Linked DNA regions of Rattus norvegicus: region 2 is linked to region 1. A link is a contact called in public Hi-C data. All regions are on one chromosome and are shown on one strand. Each heading gives the region's core, a stretch centred on a gene start, on an enhancer-like site or on the middle of the called end of the contact. The rest is flanking DNA. Distances are from core to core; before and after follow the strand shown. Region 1 overlaps Nav2 (neuron navigator 2). Region 2 overlaps Nav2 (neuron navigator 2).

Region 1 (3,066 bases), core at 545-3,044:
CAGAAGACTGGGCAGCAGAGGGAGGAGCCACACCCACTTTCGTGCCTGCTCCCTGATGGGCTTGGGTCCAAAAAGGACCCTGACTCTCACTGTCAGAAGCACTGACCTCATTTACTTCAGCAGCTACGATGGGCATCGTCTCCCAACCACAGAGTTATCTTCTGCAGCTTGCAAAGCCCTCCCTTCCCAGGTGCCTCACAGGGAGAGCTGCTCTATACAGAGGCCCAGTTACTTATCTAATATTGAAAATTGGGTGGGGATGTTGAAGCAAGATCACATGACTCTGCTCAAGGCACTTTTCCTGCTAAACCTTGGTTTCCCCTCTGGCCTTGTCCCCTGACCCCTTCCTTTTCAGGATCTAGTACTGAGGATGCACTCGAAGGCCTCACACATGTTAAGCAAGCACCCTACCTCTGAGATACTCCTCCAGTCCTCTGATCTCAGTTTTGCTCTTTAACTGTGAGACAGTCTAATTGGATTTTCAATTCCCAGCATTCTGAAATCCAACCTTTAATGGCTTTAATGCCAGAAGGCTCCACGCATGTGCTTCTGGAAGAGCCCACCAGGTGGCGATAGCGGCCACAGCATTCCAGGAGAGCTGCCAAAGGTAACTGGAGGGCAAGCCTGCCTGCCTGCCTTATCCGGCTCTGCATTTCAGAGATGCTTGCTGCTCCATCTCTTCTCTCTTTTTAGAGACAGGGCCTTGCTATAGCTCAGGCTGTCCTGGAATTTGCTGTGTAGCCCATGATAGCCTCCAGTTTCCAATTGTCCTATGTCAATCTCCTGAGTTCGAGGAGGTCCCCCAGGTCCCATTCAAACTGCAGCTTCTAGTCCAGGTGTGGATTGTTCAGGATACAGGCAGGGTCGGCTTCTAGAATGCTTTTATGTCTGGGGCAGCAGTAACAAAAATATCTGTCCCTGTTACCTAGAGATGGGCAGGGCTAATGGCCTGCCAGGCTATGAAGAAGGGACGATCTGTATTGGTACATCTCTGGAATGCACCAGGCAGAGTCAGGAGCCATGAGATTGCCTGGCACTCATGTGATTGCCAGGTCACATGAGACCATGGGGCTACTAGAAATCCTTGTGGGCAGCCTCAGCCATATCCTGGTTGTCCCAAAGCTGAGAAATAACCATGGTGAGATGACCTCTGTCCCCAAAGTGGCCCATTACTGTGCAGTAGCTAGGTCCGTGTTCAGTGCCTCCTTTGGTTCTTGCAATAAGCTTATATGCTATAACATCCTATCCTATAGATAAGGCTACTGGGGCTGAGAGGAGGTTGCCAAGGTTACTGATGGAAAAAGACCCAACTTCTGTATTTGAAGTTCCAAACTCCAGTCTTCAGAAGACTTTCAACTGGGCCAGTGTACAAAGGGCAAAGGGCATGGGTGAGGAATAAGTAGGGGAGGACTGAACTAGGAAGTAAGGGTGTCAAAGGTCATCAGGAAAGGATTCATTCCAGGAGCCAGTTCAAGTTTTATTTAGCCTTTTGCTTCAGTCAGTACCCTAAAGCCTGTCATTGACTCTCAGAACAGGGCAGCGCAAGGGGAATCATCATGGCTTCCAAAGCCGTAATAGTGGTGGTGGTAGGGTGGTGGTACATGAGTCCCCTAAGTGTTATTTTCTAGCTAAATGACCTTGAGCACCTAACTCTCTCTTGCAATGTTCTCTCACCATTTAGGTGTGAGTAAATGAAGAGAGTTCTTAGCCACCACCCTTATTCCAACAGCTACCTCCTAGGAGGGCCCCAGGGGACAGAACCTAAGCTACCAAGGTCCCAGGATGGCCCTGGGCTTTGGCAGACAGTCAACAAGACTGGGGGAGCCTAGCAGAGATCTCGATCATCCGAGCAGTAGAAGTGTTTTCCTGTCATCTCTGCTGCCTTAAAAACCCTTCAGAAGAGCCACCATGGGCTGGTGTATCCCTGGGACTTCCAGTCTAGGGGCTGAGCTCTCTCCTCACAGGTCCCCTGGAGGCTGCCCAGCAAACCAGTCTCTCTGTGGACTCCACCCTCTGAGTCTGGGATTAGGACCCAGGTTTGGGGACTCTCTCTATGTTATCTGTGGATGCCACTGTCCTCCATTTGCAGCTCTCTCCCAAGTTCCCAGTTAGGAAAAGCTGTCATCCGCTTCTGGTCTCCATATTTCCCGAGAAATGGAGCAGATGGAGTTATCTTTCATCTCCCACATCTGTTCCCCACATTTAAGATCCACATCTAAAAAAACCTGAGAACCCAGCCCAGACAAATCTGATCCGCTCTGGGTAGATCCTCAGACGAATGCGGAGGCCAGGCAGTGCCACAGGGTGCAGAAAGCCTACTTCACAGAGAGAGACGGAGACTAGGAGCAACTCCTCAGATGGCTCTGATCTCTCTGAGTCTGTGGTAGTGGTTCCTCCCAGGAAGAGGTCTCCTCCAAAAGACAAGCTTCTAGATACACAGAGTTTTGCGTTCAAAGCACCCAAGTTTTTATTTAAGCCTTCTGGCCTATGAAGTTCTGTATTAGACATTCCTACCCACTCGAAACCACGAGTTCACCAAACACAGTTGCTCACATAATCATCTAAATTGTTCTTTGGTTGCTGGGGCAGTGTCCTCAATGGGTACCTCTTCCTTGAATGTCAGATTGCTGCTGGCTCCCCCATCCACCATGGCTTGAGCTGTCAGTGCCGACTTATTTTCTCTCTTCTGATCAGATACTTTGGATCCATTGGCTTCAGAAATCAGATGAGTATTAGCTAATAGGCCTCATTCACGGTGCCAATATGCCAATCAGGCTTCTTGCTAAGAGCTTTCCCTGCATGGTTTTACTGAACCCTCTGCAGGTTCAGATAAGGAAATGACTCTCTGCACGAGGGTCACCTAAGGAGCAAGATGGTTCTCAAACCTAGTTCTTCTTACTCCAAGGCCTCTAACTTCCATCACTAGCTCTTACCCCTTCACACTGTGGTTCACGGCTTGGGTTTTCAAATGGTCAGACCTTCCCTCTCTCTTCTTGCCATAGCATTCTCCCTATAAGGAAGATGCTAACACCTGACTTTCTCAGCACCTTGGGTAAGCCATGAATA
Region 2 (2,962 bases), core at 79-2,578, 160 kb before region 1:
TTCCTGTTTTATTAATGTGTGTGTGTGTGTGTGTGTGTGTGTGTGTGTGTATGAAGCATTCCATTGCTAAGCTGCATCTGCAGCCACCCTTCAACTTTTTACCTTTATTTCCTATGAGTGGAGAGAAGAAAATTCTAGCCTAGGGCATGGACTTTCATTCCAGCAGGGAAGCTGTTTGTTTATTTAATGCCCATGTTCTAAAACATCCTTAGCTCCCAACCACTGTGTGAGACAAATGGGTAAACACAATAAAGGGGACCCCTGCAAACTTTGTGGGTCTCACCTTCGAGCCCCGCCGTCCCCAGCCCAGAAGCACACATCTATGTGTGGCATCTAAGTTTCTGCAGAGGAGTAAGTGCCACTCTGTTAGTTGATTTCTTAATTCGTCTCTCCCACCAGACTGTGATTCCCACAGGGCAGGGCCTGGCACCTCTCTCTTCATTCTTGAATATCAGAGACTAGTGTGATGCTTAATACGGAAGTGACTTTGCACGCATGACCTTAGACACACATCCCGGCACGTGAAGGGTCGGGTGAGTGCCTGTGTGATCAAGAGTGGGGTTGTTTAACCATACACTGCTTTGCCTCATTTGAAATTAGTCACCCACTAAAAATAAATAAAATCTAGCAAAACTTTCTTAGAGTAAAAATCCATTAGTGTCAGCAGAGATCTCTTTCCTTAGGATTAATGCTTCTTTTCCTTGAATCTTACAGCTGGCTGCCCACCTCAGGGGAGTGAGTGACAACCTCGAGGAGGAGGGGCTTGGCTCAAGCCCTCAGTCAGTTCCTTGCTGCTACAGCTTTTCCTCCAGGCCACTCGAACCTTACTGAACATCCGTAGACATTCTTGGGTCTACATTCACTCTCCCGAGGGGAGGAAAGAAAGCAGAGAAGCCATGCCTGGGTGGGAACATCTTTGCCTAGATGAATCTTTACATATCTAGCAGGGTGTCTTAGTTCAGTGGTTAAGGGCATTGGCTGCTCTTCCAGAGGAACCAGATTCTCAGCGCTCACAAGGCATCTTGAAACCATCTGTAACTTAGTTCCACGGGATCTGATACCATGATCTGGCCTGTGCAAGCATCATGGGATATAATCTGTACACAGATAAACACGTAGGCAAAAATACCCATACATATAAGGCAAAAAAAATGAATTTTTTTAAAAGTTAAATTAAGAAGAAGAAAAAAAAATGCTAGGCAGAGATGAGTTGCATTACAAGACTCAGACAGCAGAGGGCAGCAGAGGCTCACTGTCTTGGGCTATTCAGGATGACAACCATTTTTTTTTCCTCTCAAAGCCTTGCTTTTCCCAAGCTGAGTCACTATAGGCCAAGGGCCTTGCAACCCAGTTGTCATTTCAGGAAAATGCTATTGATTCTCCCATCGCAGCCGAGGCAACAGGCTCAGGACACTTTACAAGAATTAAGCAGGCCACCGCTCTGATGCTCGAGCCCGTGTTATCACCCACCAAGCTCAGAAAGCCTCTAAGCTACAAAATTAGGCGTAGGCACTGCTGAAACTCCACCAGTAGCTCCTCGGGGCCTTGGTGCAGACTATGCTTCATCATGGCCACTCACATGGACATGACATTCACAGGCAGGCTTACCAACAATTGAGGCTACTGTAACCACTACCTTAAGGCAATACTCTTGCTGTGACCCCCTCATGTACAGCATCTAGAGGCTGGATCCCTCTCACACCAGCTGCACAGTGGTATTCTAAAGAACATCTTCCCCCCATTTTTATTAGATATTTTCTTTATCTACATTTCAAATGTCCTCTCTCTTCTCTTCTCAGTTTCCCCTCCAGAAACCCCCTATCCTATCCTCCCACCCTCTGCCTCCTTGAGGGTGCTCCCCCACCCACCCACTCCCTCCCGCCTCCCACCTCCCCACCCTGGCATTCCCCTACACTGGGGCATGAAGCCTTCGAGGACCAAGAGCCTCTCCTTCCACTGATGCCCGACAAGGCCATCGTCTGCTACATATGCGACTGAAGCTATGGGTCACGCCATGTGTACTCTTTGGTTGGTGGTTTAGTCCCTGGGAGCTCTAGGGAGTCTGGTTGGTTGATACTGTTCTTCCTATGGGGTTGTCCCCCTCTAAAGGACATCTTATCAGGTAGATTGAGTTCAGCCCTAGAGAGCCAGCTTCTGCAGAGAAGGGTCAAGTGCCTTCATGAGAAGCCCACCATGAAGTAGCAGCTGTGGCTGAACCCGAGGGTCACAGCTCAGTTGCTTCTGTCTTTGCTCACATCTTGCATTGTGAAGACAGACAGGCCTTACATGTCCATGGAAGAGTTCGTTTCATTTACTTCAACATAAATTTATTAAATGTAGATGAATACTCTCAAATGCATAGCTTAGGAGAAAAAAAATGTTTTTGAAGAAATATTTAAATGGAATGAACCTAGCCTTGCCGATCAAACTGCGGTTGGTAAACCTGACGGAGAGAGCACACGGGTGCCTAAGTGCATTCCCCGTCTAATGAAGCTTAAAATGAAACTGACCTCACACACAGGTGATGCTTTCTGCCTGTCGAACAGGAGCAGAAGCACCCGGGTAGACCACCTGCAGCTCAGACGCACAGCAGGCACGCATCTCACTTCCCCAACGCAGACTGACCAAATCGGATTTTGTCTTCTCCTCTGACTCGGTTTCCTTTCCTTTCCCCACTCATTCTTCCTGCTCCCCAAGGCCAGCTTCACTGCCTCTTACAATGATGCCGTCCAGCAAAACCACTGGTTTTGAAGCACATCCCTATTGCCTGAAAGGCAAACCTGGCCAGGAGCCTTCTTGTCTCTGTGGGAAAGGGTTAGCCCGAGCACATAGCTTCACACTCAAGGGCTTTCCTGCCCCTTCTCCCCAAGAAAACGCCCCCAAAGATTCCCAGAGAAAACACACCAGACATGATTTGGTTCCCCTTGATGTTTGGCTTTTGTTTACTCCTAGATGATAAGGA

Evidence for each region. A called contact is a pair of places that touch in the nucleus more often than the background predicts.
Region 2: a contact with region 1 is called in a Hi-C map of the Rat2 cell line, with 6 times the contacts expected there. The contact joins two enhancer-like sites. A contact is called at or near these places in 7 of 12 Hi-C or Micro-C datasets (the A7r5 cell line, the Rat2 cell line, frontal cortex and 3 more).

Annotation. Positions count from the first base shown.
Region 1 is chr1:108,118,334-108,121,399 of GRCr8, reverse strand. All of the region lies in intron 1 of Nav2 (neuron navigator 2), which reads right to left. The region is part of intron 2 of LOC134483134 (a long non-coding RNA gene); the gene reads left to right. Among named protein-coding and RNA genes, the nearest start is that of Nav2, 25 kb to the right of the region's middle. Within about 2 kb of position 1,794, at least 8 of the 93 cell types and tissues checked have an H3K27ac peak or open chromatin away from gene starts, as enhancers often do.
Region 2 is chr1:108,274,202-108,277,163 of GRCr8, reverse strand. All of the region lies in intron 6 of Nav2 (neuron navigator 2), which reads right to left. Among named protein-coding and RNA genes, the nearest start is that of Nav2, 180 kb to the right of the region's middle. Within about 2 kb of position 1,328, at least 17 of the 93 cell types and tissues checked have an H3K27ac peak or open chromatin away from gene starts, as enhancers often do.